Regions from separate parts of the Sus scrofa genome. Here region 2 is linked to region 1. A link is a contact called in public Hi-C data. All regions are on one chromosome and are shown on one strand. Each heading gives the region's core, a stretch centred on a gene start, on an enhancer-like site or on the middle of the called end of the contact. The rest is flanking DNA. Distances are from core to core; before and after follow the strand shown.

The links. Hi-C and Micro-C count contacts between places; a contact is called where the count stands out from the background.
Region 2: a Hi-C map of omental adipose tissue shows a contact between it and region 1, with 2.2 times the contacts expected there. The contact joins two enhancer-like sites. A contact is called at or near these places in 19 of 47 Hi-C or Micro-C datasets (alveolar macrophages, embryonic fibroblasts, epiblast stem cells and 11 more) and 1 of 2 datasets of contacts at active chromatin or transcription factors (skeletal muscle).

What each region holds. Positions count from the first base shown.
Region 1 is chr4:85,927,095-85,932,816 of Sscrofa11.1, forward strand. All of the region lies in intron 2 of PBX1 (pre-B-cell leukemia transcription factor 1), which reads right to left. Among named protein-coding and RNA genes, the nearest start is that of PBX1, 240 kb to the right of the region's middle. Within about 2 kb of position 3,982, at least 6 of the 83 cell types and tissues checked have an H3K27ac peak or open chromatin away from gene starts, as enhancers often do. A contact at or near this core is called in omental adipose tissue, where this site is marked.
Region 2 is chr4:86,000,937-86,007,241 of Sscrofa11.1, forward strand. The region is part of intron 2 of PBX1 (pre-B-cell leukemia transcription factor 1); the gene reads right to left. Among named protein-coding and RNA genes, the nearest start is that of PBX1, 170 kb to the right of the region's middle. Within about 2 kb of position 3,090, at least 18 of the 83 cell types and tissues checked have an H3K27ac peak or open chromatin away from gene starts, as enhancers often do. A contact at or near this core is called in omental adipose tissue, where this site is marked.

The DNA.
Region 1 (5,722 bases), core at 2,732-5,231:
ACAAAATGATTATTTAAAAGCTCCTTTTTATCTCTGTGGCACCATGCAAGTCTCAAATGAACCTTTCGCCAGGACACCAGAGATGTTAACACTCATCCTCCAAGATCCAATTTCAACCAGCAGAGCTGTTACCTAATCCAGCAACCATCACATATGATCAGGTTCCTGCTCCCCTGATGGGCGCCCTGCGTCCTCCCCCGCCCTCTCCCCTCTGGGCTCCCCAGCCCAACCGCTTTTACTGAAACAGGTTTTAAAGGGAAAAAAAAATCCCCTGCTTATGCCAGTGCATATAGGGGTTTAACCGTCAGGTCTGAAAACATCCACTACCAAAAATGAAATCAACTGCAGTGGATTTGCTCTCCGAAAAAGGTCACCCAACGAGAGATTTAACCCTTTCGGTAATCATCCTTAAAGAGTTTCCTTTTCCTCATGTAAGAGACCAGTCAAGAAAGATAAGTGATTTATATAGAAATCTTCTCATGCCCTTTAAAAAGCCTCATGTCACGTCACTGGCCTGGGGTTAATTCTTTGGTGAAACTCCCAAGATAAGGGGGCTGTCACAGCACTGTCGAAGCTGCTCTCACAACTGGTCTCCCGCTGTTCTTTATTTATTTATTTCTCTTCACACCAGGAGAAAAACAAACTAAACCCAAAGGCATATTCAAGATCCTTGGCAGGAGGGCAGCGAGGGGGTTGTTTTGTCCTTGGCGGAGCTTCCACGGGAATCCGGAGCAGCTCCAGACAATGTCCACTAGAGGGCACTCTTTCTTCACCAAGGACTGGCTGGGCTGGGAGGGCCTGGTCTTTTCCAGTCCCCAGGTTCTTTTCGAGCTGGGGAAAATAACCCCACTTAGATTCCTGCTTCCACGGGTGGGGCAGACAGCAGAGAAGGAGAGCAGCTCTACAGAGACAGTGGTCTTCAGATTCAAACAGCAGTTCAGGGACCAAAGCTGGGCTGAGGGGTCAACAGAGATAAGAGATGGATAGACAAGAGACGTGTGGTTGGGAAAAGGGCACAAGGCGTTCCCCCCAGGATGAGACCTCATACTTTCCGACCAATCCCTTTGCTTGATCTGAAATCATAAGACTGAACCCCTGTGCAGGTGTTCCACTGTCCACAAGTTGGTCTTCAATACACCTGACCAGGAAGCTCGCCCAGGCTCATCGCCAAACCTGCTCTGCTATCTCCCAGGTGGTCAGAACTTTGGACAGAAGTGTGGGACAGAAATACATTGTCCCTGCATTTTGAGAAATAGAGCAAAGTGCCTGCCTCCTGGAAATATCACAGTTACACCTTTTATTTGTTCAGAAAGTACTTCGGCACCATGAATTGCATCACCTTATATAAAACATGAATATTAAAAAATTAGATAGTGGATAAACGAAGGCTGAGTAGTTTCCCCCCAATCAAAGCAAACGGGAAATGCCATGACTGGAATTTAGGTCTTTCACACTTAGCCACTTCATCTTCTACTACAACAGTAGGGTTCTGACTCACAGAACCCTACAGTAGCCAAGGGGATATGATTTCAGTTCTGCATAGGAGTGTACAGATGCACACAAGCACGCATGCACACAACGTCCTGATGCCCAGGGCATGACTGATATGCTTGTTTTGTTTGTTTCTTTATATATTTTTGGCTACACCCACAGCATGTAGAAGTTCCTGGGCTAGGCCTGAGCTGCTTCAGTGCCGATGCTGGATCCTTAACCCACTGTGCCACAAGTGAACTCCCATGTCTGACACTCTAAGGAAAGATAATCAGATATGAGGTAGGAAGGAAGGAAGTTCTTCCCATCGATTTCTTACTTTCTTTGAAATTTCCTCCAAATCCGATCCTCTTCAATGACTTTTTTTCTGCCATAGAACCATTATAGTTAGAGCCACTGGGCCATGTGGCTCTTCCCTTTCAGCCATAAAAAACCACTAACTACCGTGCCATCCCATTTCAAATCTCAGCTCAAAATCTTTCTCCTTGAAACCTACCCAGACAATAGCTAAAAATGAACTCCCTTGCCTCTAAGCCACCAGGGCAAGTACTATCTACATCACAGCCACAGCACATCTCAGAACAGCCAATGTCACAGCTGCTGCCTTGCCAGCAAGACTGTGAGCTTCTGAGAAGCAGTGACGACCTGTCCTACATCCATGCATCCCCCCTGTATAACCTCACAGAGCCACTGGCACTGAGCATCTATTCAAGCATCTCTTAACATAGGAAAAGGAGGGAAGGATGCAGGATGGTGTGGCCGTGGTGATCTCTGCCTCAGTCCACTGTCCTTGGCCAGGCAGGCAGTTTCTTAGATGTGCTCTTCCTCCCACTGGTCCAGTTACAAGTTGGACGAGGGTCAAACTTCTGGTAAAAGGCCTGTCCCTCTGCCACGTCTTCCACCTGCACTTCAAAGAATGGTCAAATCGGACTTTTCAAATCTGAAAATTCTAAACAAAGCAAATACATGCTGTCATCTAGTCAGAGCCTCTGGAACCCACAGCTGGTATGTCTCCAGTAAGCCAACATTACCCATGAAGGCTCTGGGTATGAGGAAGAGCCTGGCACCTGACTGGTACCTGGGAAAGAATTCCTCGGAGGGCGGGCAGTGGCCTCCAGTGAAAGCTGCACAATCTATGTTACCCACATGAGTCCTCTGAGGAATGCTTGGTTCACATAAGCAAATAACTAACCAAGCACCTCTAAGGTGCCAGAAAGGGAGGTGGGTGCTGAATAATCCGACATGGGCGCTGGCTTCAAGAGCCCAAGTTTAGATTCCTTCCGTCTTTCTTTACACTTTGCACCAACTGTCCTGAGACCCGTGGTGGGAACATCACATTGCCAGAGTAGGTGGCTGGCAAGCAAAAAAAGAAAAAAAAAAAATCACAGTAGACACAACTCTCTCTTCCTTCCCCCAGTTTCTTTCATTCCTCATAAGCACAACTGCATCCACAAATAATAAATTCCTAGCTCAAGCTGGAAAATAATGATGACATAGTTTGATTCTTTTGAACAAAATGTGGAACCGAAACCTCACATTAATGGCTTGAGGTTTAGGATAAGTGTGTCCTGATGTTTTCCATGAATTCTCAACCCCCTCATTCATTTGCGTGTGTGTTTAAAAGACTCTGTCCAACAAATGGAAATCGTTAACCATTTGATTTTCTAAGTTTTACAAACCAGGATTAGAGCTTGTTGCTGGTCAGAGCTTCCGGTTAGCCTGGGAGAACTAGTTACCATCTGAGTTGAGATGGTCCATCCTGGGTGGAGATCTCTGATGCTGCAGTTGTCAGAAGGTTCATGGAGTCTTCAAGGGTGAAGTTGTCCAAGTTCATGAAGTTGTCCAAGTTCATGGAGTCTTCAAGGGTGAAAGCCACCCTTGAACTGGCAGCTGTCTGCCTCTCAGCTGTCAGAAGCTCAGGGACACCAAGGTGGGACCCACAGATCTCTGGTCTCTTAGTGCATCAACAGGGGTTTACATAGGAAGATAAGATGTCTTCTAGCCCTTTCAACTTTTCTCCTCGGTTTGTTAGGCAAGTAGCCCAAGCAAGGGGCCTTGAGGGCTTTAAGTCGGTCAAGAGAGAGGCTTTGAGATTCCTGAAACATTTCATCCACAATTACTCAATGAGCATCTCCTGTGGTGCGAGGCACTGTTATGTGTTTCAAAATAAAATGTGGTCTCATTCTTCACATGCACCCATCACTACCATGTGCAGGGCTTTGTGAGAAGTTTTAAAGCTGGAGATAAAAATACAAATGTATGACCCTCTGGAGATGATTTTAGGGTTTTTGCTATCATGGTTAATACTGGGGGGCAGAGGCATTTCTTTAAAGAAATATGCTACGCTTTTTTGTCATCCCCTTTTCTGGGCCAGGCTTTGGCGGCTCTGGTCACACTCATTTTCCACTTCTCAGGAAACACTCGGGCACGGATCCCGTTCACAGATCCTCTGCTTGGCACACGGAGTCTCCTGGACCACCTGGCAGAGAGCAGACTCCTGCACCGGGCAACAGACTCCTGCCTTCCTGGATGGGTGCCGGCTGCCTGGGCGAGGGGCATTGGTCCTTAACAGCTCAAGCTTGGACTGCTGCTCAGGAAACCCCTCGGCCTGAAGAGGCGCCACAGACATTGGTAGGAGGGCAAGACTTCACACTGGCCTTGGCCTCAGACTGCTAAGCAGAGAGGTGTAAAGGAAGAAGAAAAGCTTCTGGGGGGGACCAGTTCAGGGTGTGGGAGCCCCACAGACTTGGTAGCCCAACGTGCAAGAAATGGTTTCCTACTACATTGTACCTAAAAAGCATGAAAAAGGTGGAGCCATTGGTTGGCGGCTTGCCATGCAATCCCCACAAATGCAAGCTTCTCTCTCCAGAGGTAGTTTCTCAAGGAAGTGGCCACAGAGAAAGCAGGAGAAATGCCTCACTATTCTCTTGCCTTAAGAGGAGAATGGTTCTGTAGCTTGGAGTCTCAATGAGACATCTAGCATATTGCCTGCAGGTGCTGATACATGGCCAGTTTCCTCTCCCATCAGATTTCAGTATCCCCCACAAGTATAAACACAGGCCCAGGCTCTCTTCTGTTCACCTTGTACCATGGCACAAAAGAGGAACACTGGTACAGAGCCAGGTACCAGACTCCTACCATGTGACCTTGCCTCCCTTCAGCTCAGCTTCTTTATCACCCAACAATCAATAATAATACCAACCACACCGTAATTCTTATTAAAGGATTAAATAAGGTTATTTTTACAAAGGCACATGTCCATACTTGGTAACTGGTAGCTTTTCAATTGTTGGTTAAATCGAAATCAATCCCATCGATAAAGGTCCCTTTGGGAAGAATAAGAAAGCAAGATGGATTTAGAGTTAAGAGTTGGGGTTTTGTATGTTAGGAAACAGCAGCAGAGCAGAGGGAACCAGGCTAAGTCAATGAGTGTATAATAGACATACAGACACACGCATACGTACAGTCGCTACCTCACCTGCTGTGCTTCTAGGAAAGCTCGAAATGTCACCATCAAGGCCAGGAAATCGATCCTCAGCTCACACAATACAATTCAAAACATCTTTTTCCCCTCCTTTTGCTGGTTCTTTATGGTTTTGGGTTTTTTTTGTTTTGTTTTTTGTTTTTGTGTTTTGGGGGTTTTTTGGGGGTTTTTTTTTGGCCATACCTGTGGCATGCAGAGAAGTTCTTTGCCAGGAATCACACCCATGTGACAGCAGTGACCTAAGCCACATCAGCGACAATGCCAGATCCTTAATCTGCTGTGCCACCAAGGAACTCCTTTATGTTCCTGTCTTGCGGTTCTTCTCCCAAGCACACTGAGAATCTTGCTTCCTCTGAAGCCTGACGTGCCCCCTCTTTACCAGAGGCTCCAGCTTCAGGCTTCCTGAGCCAGAAAGCATTCCTGATCTGGCAGAGCTCAGGATGAAAGACACAATCCTTCTAGAAAGCCAAAAAGACCCTTCTGGGAACCACTCAGCACGGAAGCAACCTCACTTTCGGTCAGACAAGCTAGCCTGGATGCTATCTTTAATAGCTGCTTCCAAATTTCCATTAAAAAATAAATAAATTATAACCAGGAGGGAGCAGCAAAGACTCTATTCAAGACCAAGGTTTGAGGAAGTATGTTTCAGTTTCAACTTTTGGGTGGGATTCAGACGTCACAATCATCCTTCTCTGTCAGGGCACAGAGAAACCCCACATTCAAAATACTAAAGGTAACTGGATATTG
Region 2 (6,305 bases), core at 1,840-4,339, 73 kb after region 1:
GGCTTCACCTACTCACAGGTTCAAGTCAAGAGAGGTGGGTGCCCATCAGAGATGAGACTTTTTTTTTTGGAGAAAGAGCAACTCCACTACCTGCCCAGGAGGGTTCTCCTAAATGTTGTCTTTCTGTGCAATAAAGGTATAACCATTATAAGTAGACCTGCTCAGGAAGGAAACAACAGAAGCCCTAAGGCCACCACAGCTCCAGGAGAGAGGAACCACCTCCCTTGGGCCAGCGATCATAAAACCAAACAAGCAGTATTCCACTGGGGCCTCTCTGTTGAGTTTTTTTTGTCTTTTGGGGTTTTTTTTGTCTTTTTAGGGCTGCTCCTTCAGCATATGGAGGTTCCCAGGCCAGGGGCTGAATCGGAGCTGTAGCTGCCGGCCTATGCCACGGCCACAGCAACAAAGGATCTGAGCTGCATCTACAACCTACACCACAGCTCATGGCAACCCCGGATCCTTAACCCACTGAGCAAGGCCAGGGATCAAACCTACATCCTCAGGGACACCAGTTGGGTTTGTTAACCGCCGAGCCATGACAGGAACTCTTACTGGGCCTCTCTGTTACTTTGACAGGCATCTGCAAATTGGCACAATATTGCACATTGACTATACTTGAATAAAAGCTTTTTAAAAAATTTAAAAATTAATAGGCATCTCACCACCTCCTTCCCTAAACACCACTTGCTATTTCTACTGAGAAAGACATTAGTTGGGCCCAGGGGTGGGGGTACTCAAGGACCAATGATACTATTTCTCTAGGTGAGGCCCCCATTTGGGCCCTGGCATCCTTGAGGGGCTCCTGTTTATATCAGCAGATGCTAGTCCAAGAGGTAGCAGCTTTTTTGTTTCTGTGACTTCTTCCAAATGAGGTTAGAAGGCTCCAGGGCCCTTGAATACAACCTAAAGTCCTAGTGCCTTTCCTCCTCGGTGGACAGAACTATAATGTGGGAAATGCAAGGCTGACATTCACTGCAGAGTCCAAATGTCAGTCATGTATCCTAGAACCCCTCAGAGGGGTCAGCATGATCACATCAGGATCTTGGCACAATGAGGAACTTTGCAGAGTGAAAGAGCCAGTAAAAGATGGCTCTGCCATCTTGGAGCTTAGAATCCAGACAGGGTGAAGTTTCCCACCAGCCCAGATACCTGTAACAACTGCCTGTTGTCATTAGACCCACAGGACTGTAAAATAAAATAAAATAAAAATCTGTAGAACCATGACAAAAGGCTTTTCTGAAACTGAAAACACAATCTTTCATTGTTTTCCCTGTCTTTACAATAAAAACACGGCGTTGGACCTGTCTGGACGTGGGGACTTTCCAGGTTCCATGTAAGGCTGGACATTTTGCATTCAATACAAATTAGTTCCTCCAAATCAGAATCAATTGTCATAAAATGTAGGGAAGTGTTTTCCCATGGGGCAAGCGTTTGTGGTAAAACTGGAAATGTTCAACTTGATTCTAATGCTTCACGAAAAGGTCAGCGCGGGATTCCAGAGCTTTACCTAGAGGATGTTAACTGTGTTTGCTGACGGGGTGAAATGGGGAGGGTCACTGTGCCCAGACTCGCCACGTCCACATCGCTCTGATCACATGTCGCAGGGCCAGCAGCAGGCCCTGCGCTTCAGAAAACAAATGAATGCACGCATACACACGTCCACACACATATTTGGACACATGCACACTGCATGTCCTCTCAGGAGCCAGAACACTTTCAAATTCAGTGACAGGAATGGTGAGCCACAGCTGGCAGTTCACTGGACAGGACAAAAACAATGTTTCTATAGAATTAATCTAAAGCACTGGGTTTCAATTCAGTGGGGCATGGCATAGAATCACCTGGGGAGCTTTTCAAAAATACGCATGCTGGCATTCCCATTCTGCCACGCAGCAGCAGAAACGAATCTGACTAGTATCCACGAGGACGCAGGTTCCATCCCTGGCCTTGCTCAGTGGGCCAGGGATCCACTGTTGCTGTGAGTTATGGTGTAGGTTGCAGATGAGGCTTGGATCCCATGTTGCTATGGCTATGGGGTAGGCCAGGCCAGCAGCTGCAGCTGTGATTCAACCCCTAGCCTGGGAACTTCCCATATGCTGTGGGTATAGCCCTAAAAAGCAAAAACAAACAAAAACAAAAAACAAAAAAACAACCCTCCCCCCAAAAAAAATTAAAAAAAAAAAAACATTCCTGGGCCTCCCCACATGCAGAGATTATGGTCCAGGACATATATGGTTTTGAAAAGGTCTCCATTCTGATAACTCATCTATTGACTCCCTGATTTCTTGTAAATACGGTATTTACAATGTGGATTCATAGCCTAAAGCTTTCAAATACTCAGGCCAAGTGAAAATGGCCAGCATTTCCTGATGCCCACATTACGGCTGTGGGTTTATCAGAGAACTGAATCATATTTGGCATCCAGACTCATGTTCTACAGATTACCCAAGACATCAGACCATGAGCACCCTAAACTTCTCTCTCATGGGATGGAGTGCAGATAAATGAATTTCTCTGAAACCCCATTCAGGTTTAAACCTGAATAAGAGGGGACAGAAAAAGGGCTCAACATGGCATTGCTTGCTCATGGGATCCCACCCTGACCACGTGTCCTTCTCATAGCCCAGCAGGCCTGGGCAGGTCTCCTATGCAGCTCCTAGTGGCCCCCACCCCAGCTTGTACTGTTGATCCGATCTGACGGGGTCACTGGCCTGGAGCAAGGCTGAGTAGAAATCTGAAACACTTTCGTTATCAGCCAAAAGTTGTCATTTGGCCAGTTCCTGAGGGTCAGCCCCTCCTCTTTCAGTAAAACCAAGTGTGAGTCAACTCAGGGGAGGCGGGTTGACCATAAACCCTGAAAAAACAGGGCTGCAATTCTGCTTCAAAAGACCTTAAACTACGCCTTACTTATAATTCTCATTTTCCCATTTTTAAATCTGCGATTCTGAAACAGAGCTCTTTCATAACCAGACCCTGCCACAGAAACAAGAGTCTGTCAATCTCTCCACCATCTTTATATATGTCTGGACGGTCAAAAGCATTATTGCTTCTCTGATGTCCTTCAGCCAGGCAACCTCAGTCACGAGCTTTGATTTCAGGAAGTAGCAAGGGCTGGGCTTAGCTGATCCCCAAAGCCTGGGCAATTCAGGATTTGGCACCACCTATGTTCCTAACTCAAGGTCACATGAATACTTACCACGGGATAATAATTGGCATGGTAAAGCTATAGAATTGTTTTAAAGGTTTTGTTAGTCCCCCAAATCCTAAATACTCCTGGTTGGCAAATAGTGCCAACCAGAGTTAGACCTACAGGAGCAGCACCTTCTTGACCACTCTGAGCCATGACAAGCCGGAGTACCCAAATGTGATCCAACTGGGGGCTTCAACTGGCAGCCACTGATCTTCACCCCAGGCATGCTGGGGGTGACAGATCCTTCTGCAAAAAACAATCTGAATTCTCTAAAATGACCTTGAACATGCTACATGCCAATACCACACAGTATCATATATATTAACTTATATGTGTAAGTTTAGAGTAAGAGAAAAAAAGATAAAGCATGCTGTTCACAACAAATTCACATGAAAATACCACTAATCTTTTTTTGTTTATTTTTTTTATTATAGTCGATTTGCAATGTTGTGTCAATTTCTATTGTATAGCAAAGAGATGCAGTCATACATATATATACATTCTTTTCCTCCTATTACCTTCTATCATGTTCTATTCCAAGTGATTGGGTATAGTTCCCTGTGCTATACAGCAGGACCTCATTGCTTATCCATTCTAAAGGTAATAGTTGACATCTACAACTAACATGCTTACTGAAGTGCCCATAGCTCAGGAATCAGGCTTAGATCTCTCTCCCAACTCCATGGCTTAAGGGCATGTTTGACGCTCAGTTTCTCAATCTATGCAAATGGGGATGATGTTACCTCCCTTGATTCTTCTTTAGAGGATTAAACAAAACAACAAATATGGCATCTGATACATAGTAAATCCTTAAATTAATAAAAGACTGCTAATACAGTAAAAGTTATCCCTGTTGCAATTATCAATGATCCTTGAGAGTATTCTAGGTACTGTGGGTACAGACACATTCACTCCACTTAACTGCTCTGAAATCACAGTCTCCCCCTAGTGGAGGACCGTTAATTGGTTTGTTCCTGTTCTGATGGGTTCAGCCAAGGCACACAAGTTTCCACGTAGGGCTGCGAGAAATAACTTTGTTTTGTTTTTCCACCAGAAATGGAGTCTTGGTCCAGGCAGAGGATGTATCTAGAAAGTGTGTGTTCTAACTTTCTGGAGCCAACGCACTCCTGCCCCAAGTAGTTGGGATGCTGCACTCTGGTCATCCCAGAGCTACACAAAGACTACTACTGGAAGTATTTGTAGCTGCATTATTATTATTATTTTTTTTTAGGGCCACACCCACAGCATGTGCAGGTTCCCAGGCTAGGGGTCAAATCGGAGCTGTAGCCGCTGGCCTACACCACAGCCATAGCAACACCAGATCTGAGCCGTGTCTGTGAGCTACACCACAGCTCACAGCAACGCCGGATCCTTAAACCATTGAGCGAGGCCAGGGATCAAACCCATATCCTCATGGATGTTAGTCAGATCAGTTTCTGCTGAGCACAACGGGCACTCCTGTAGTTGCATTATTTATTTGAAAACCTGTCTGGCAACTCTAGACAGAGCTCAGTCTTGGAAGGGAGGGGTCCCCAAGACACCCTAGGATTCCTTCCCAATGTGATTGTATCTGCTAGTCTGTACTCATCCTGTGGCCAAGAAGGACCTTCCTCCTCCCCAAATCTAGCTCTGCTCACATCATACACCAGGTGGACCGACGTCTCCAAAGAAACACCTCCAATGTCACCTTCCCACTCTTCCTCCCAAGAGGTCCAGGTACTCAGTGCCACTGATGCAGGTCAAACACAGAGCATCTCACTGAGGCAGCTATCAATGTAATAACCCCTTCAGGTACCCTTCCCGAGATGGCACTCCACTGGCCAAGATCATTTCCTTCATTTTTTACCAGCAGGGAAACTTAGATGCAGTGAGAACTGCAATGAAAATGCCACCCTCCTTCCCATCTTTCTATCTTTGTTTATTTGGTTCTTCTCAAATTTAATGTCCATTCTTCTGTCCTCTGCTGACTCCAAACTTACTCATTTTCCAACTCATTGCCCAAACTCCTCTCCATTACCAGCAATGCCCCCCACCATCACTCCCCTGGGACTGAACTGATCTCTGCCTGCCTCTAAGACTGAGTATCGTCTCTATTACAGTATTTGATATTTTAACGATGCTCCATATTACACTGTCACACCCAGAGTGAGCACCACAAATTGCAGAGAATGTTTTTAGGGCTTGTGAGAAAGGAATTGGGTAGGTTTCACTTCCCCAACCCCACCCTTTAATAGTTTCTAACTCAGTACAAGCCACATACCAGGTGTGGACTAAAAGCCTAAAAACTGACTGAAAGCCTCCTCTCAAGGCCACAACGCAACCTGCCAGGATACAGATGTTTACAGGAAGATTCCTGCTGCCAGCACTCAGGTTTGGCTCACCAGGTCCTGCTCTCTTTGCACATTCTGCCTTGGGCTAAATTGCCTAATATGTCAATATTTAGATTTTGTATTCTGTTCAAGGGCGTAAGGATCTTATTATTTATTTAACTCACAGAAGTCTTAAGTAACTAGATGCTTATGAAAGGTTCTGAGGACCCATAATAAATGATCGGTGCAGAGCCCCACTCACTGCCTGACACACAGACCAGTGGCAGGCAGGGGAGGGTTGCGGGGTGGGCGGAGGGTGTTCAGAGTCATACACATAAAACACTACCTGGAAGTCACCATGCACACCACTTTCATATGATCTGAAAACATCTCGCTGGCATAATTCGTAAGCAGAATGTCTTCATATTTAATGACCCAGTCACGTGCCTCTGAGAAGCAAGTTATAGCCGATACAACGACAATTTTGTTATAAGCCCCTCCCCGAAAATAATCTCTCTGCCTTGGATTCTGACCTCTCTGAACAGCTGCTCTCAGAAGCCTAAGAAGGCAGCCAGCCTTTGTGGGAGGTCACCTCACGGGGTGGTGATGTGAAGAGGCTTGGAATACAAAGGGCCCTCGCAGTGTGAGTTATAGGTCCAAAGAAACAGATTTTTTAACCGACGGGCAGAATTTATGCTTTAAGGGTTTATCCTGGCCAGGATTTCCGAGTCAGAGGAATAGACTCTGATCATTCACAGGCTTGGAAGGAAAATTAACAACAGTCACCCAGTCCAGCTTCCCACTTT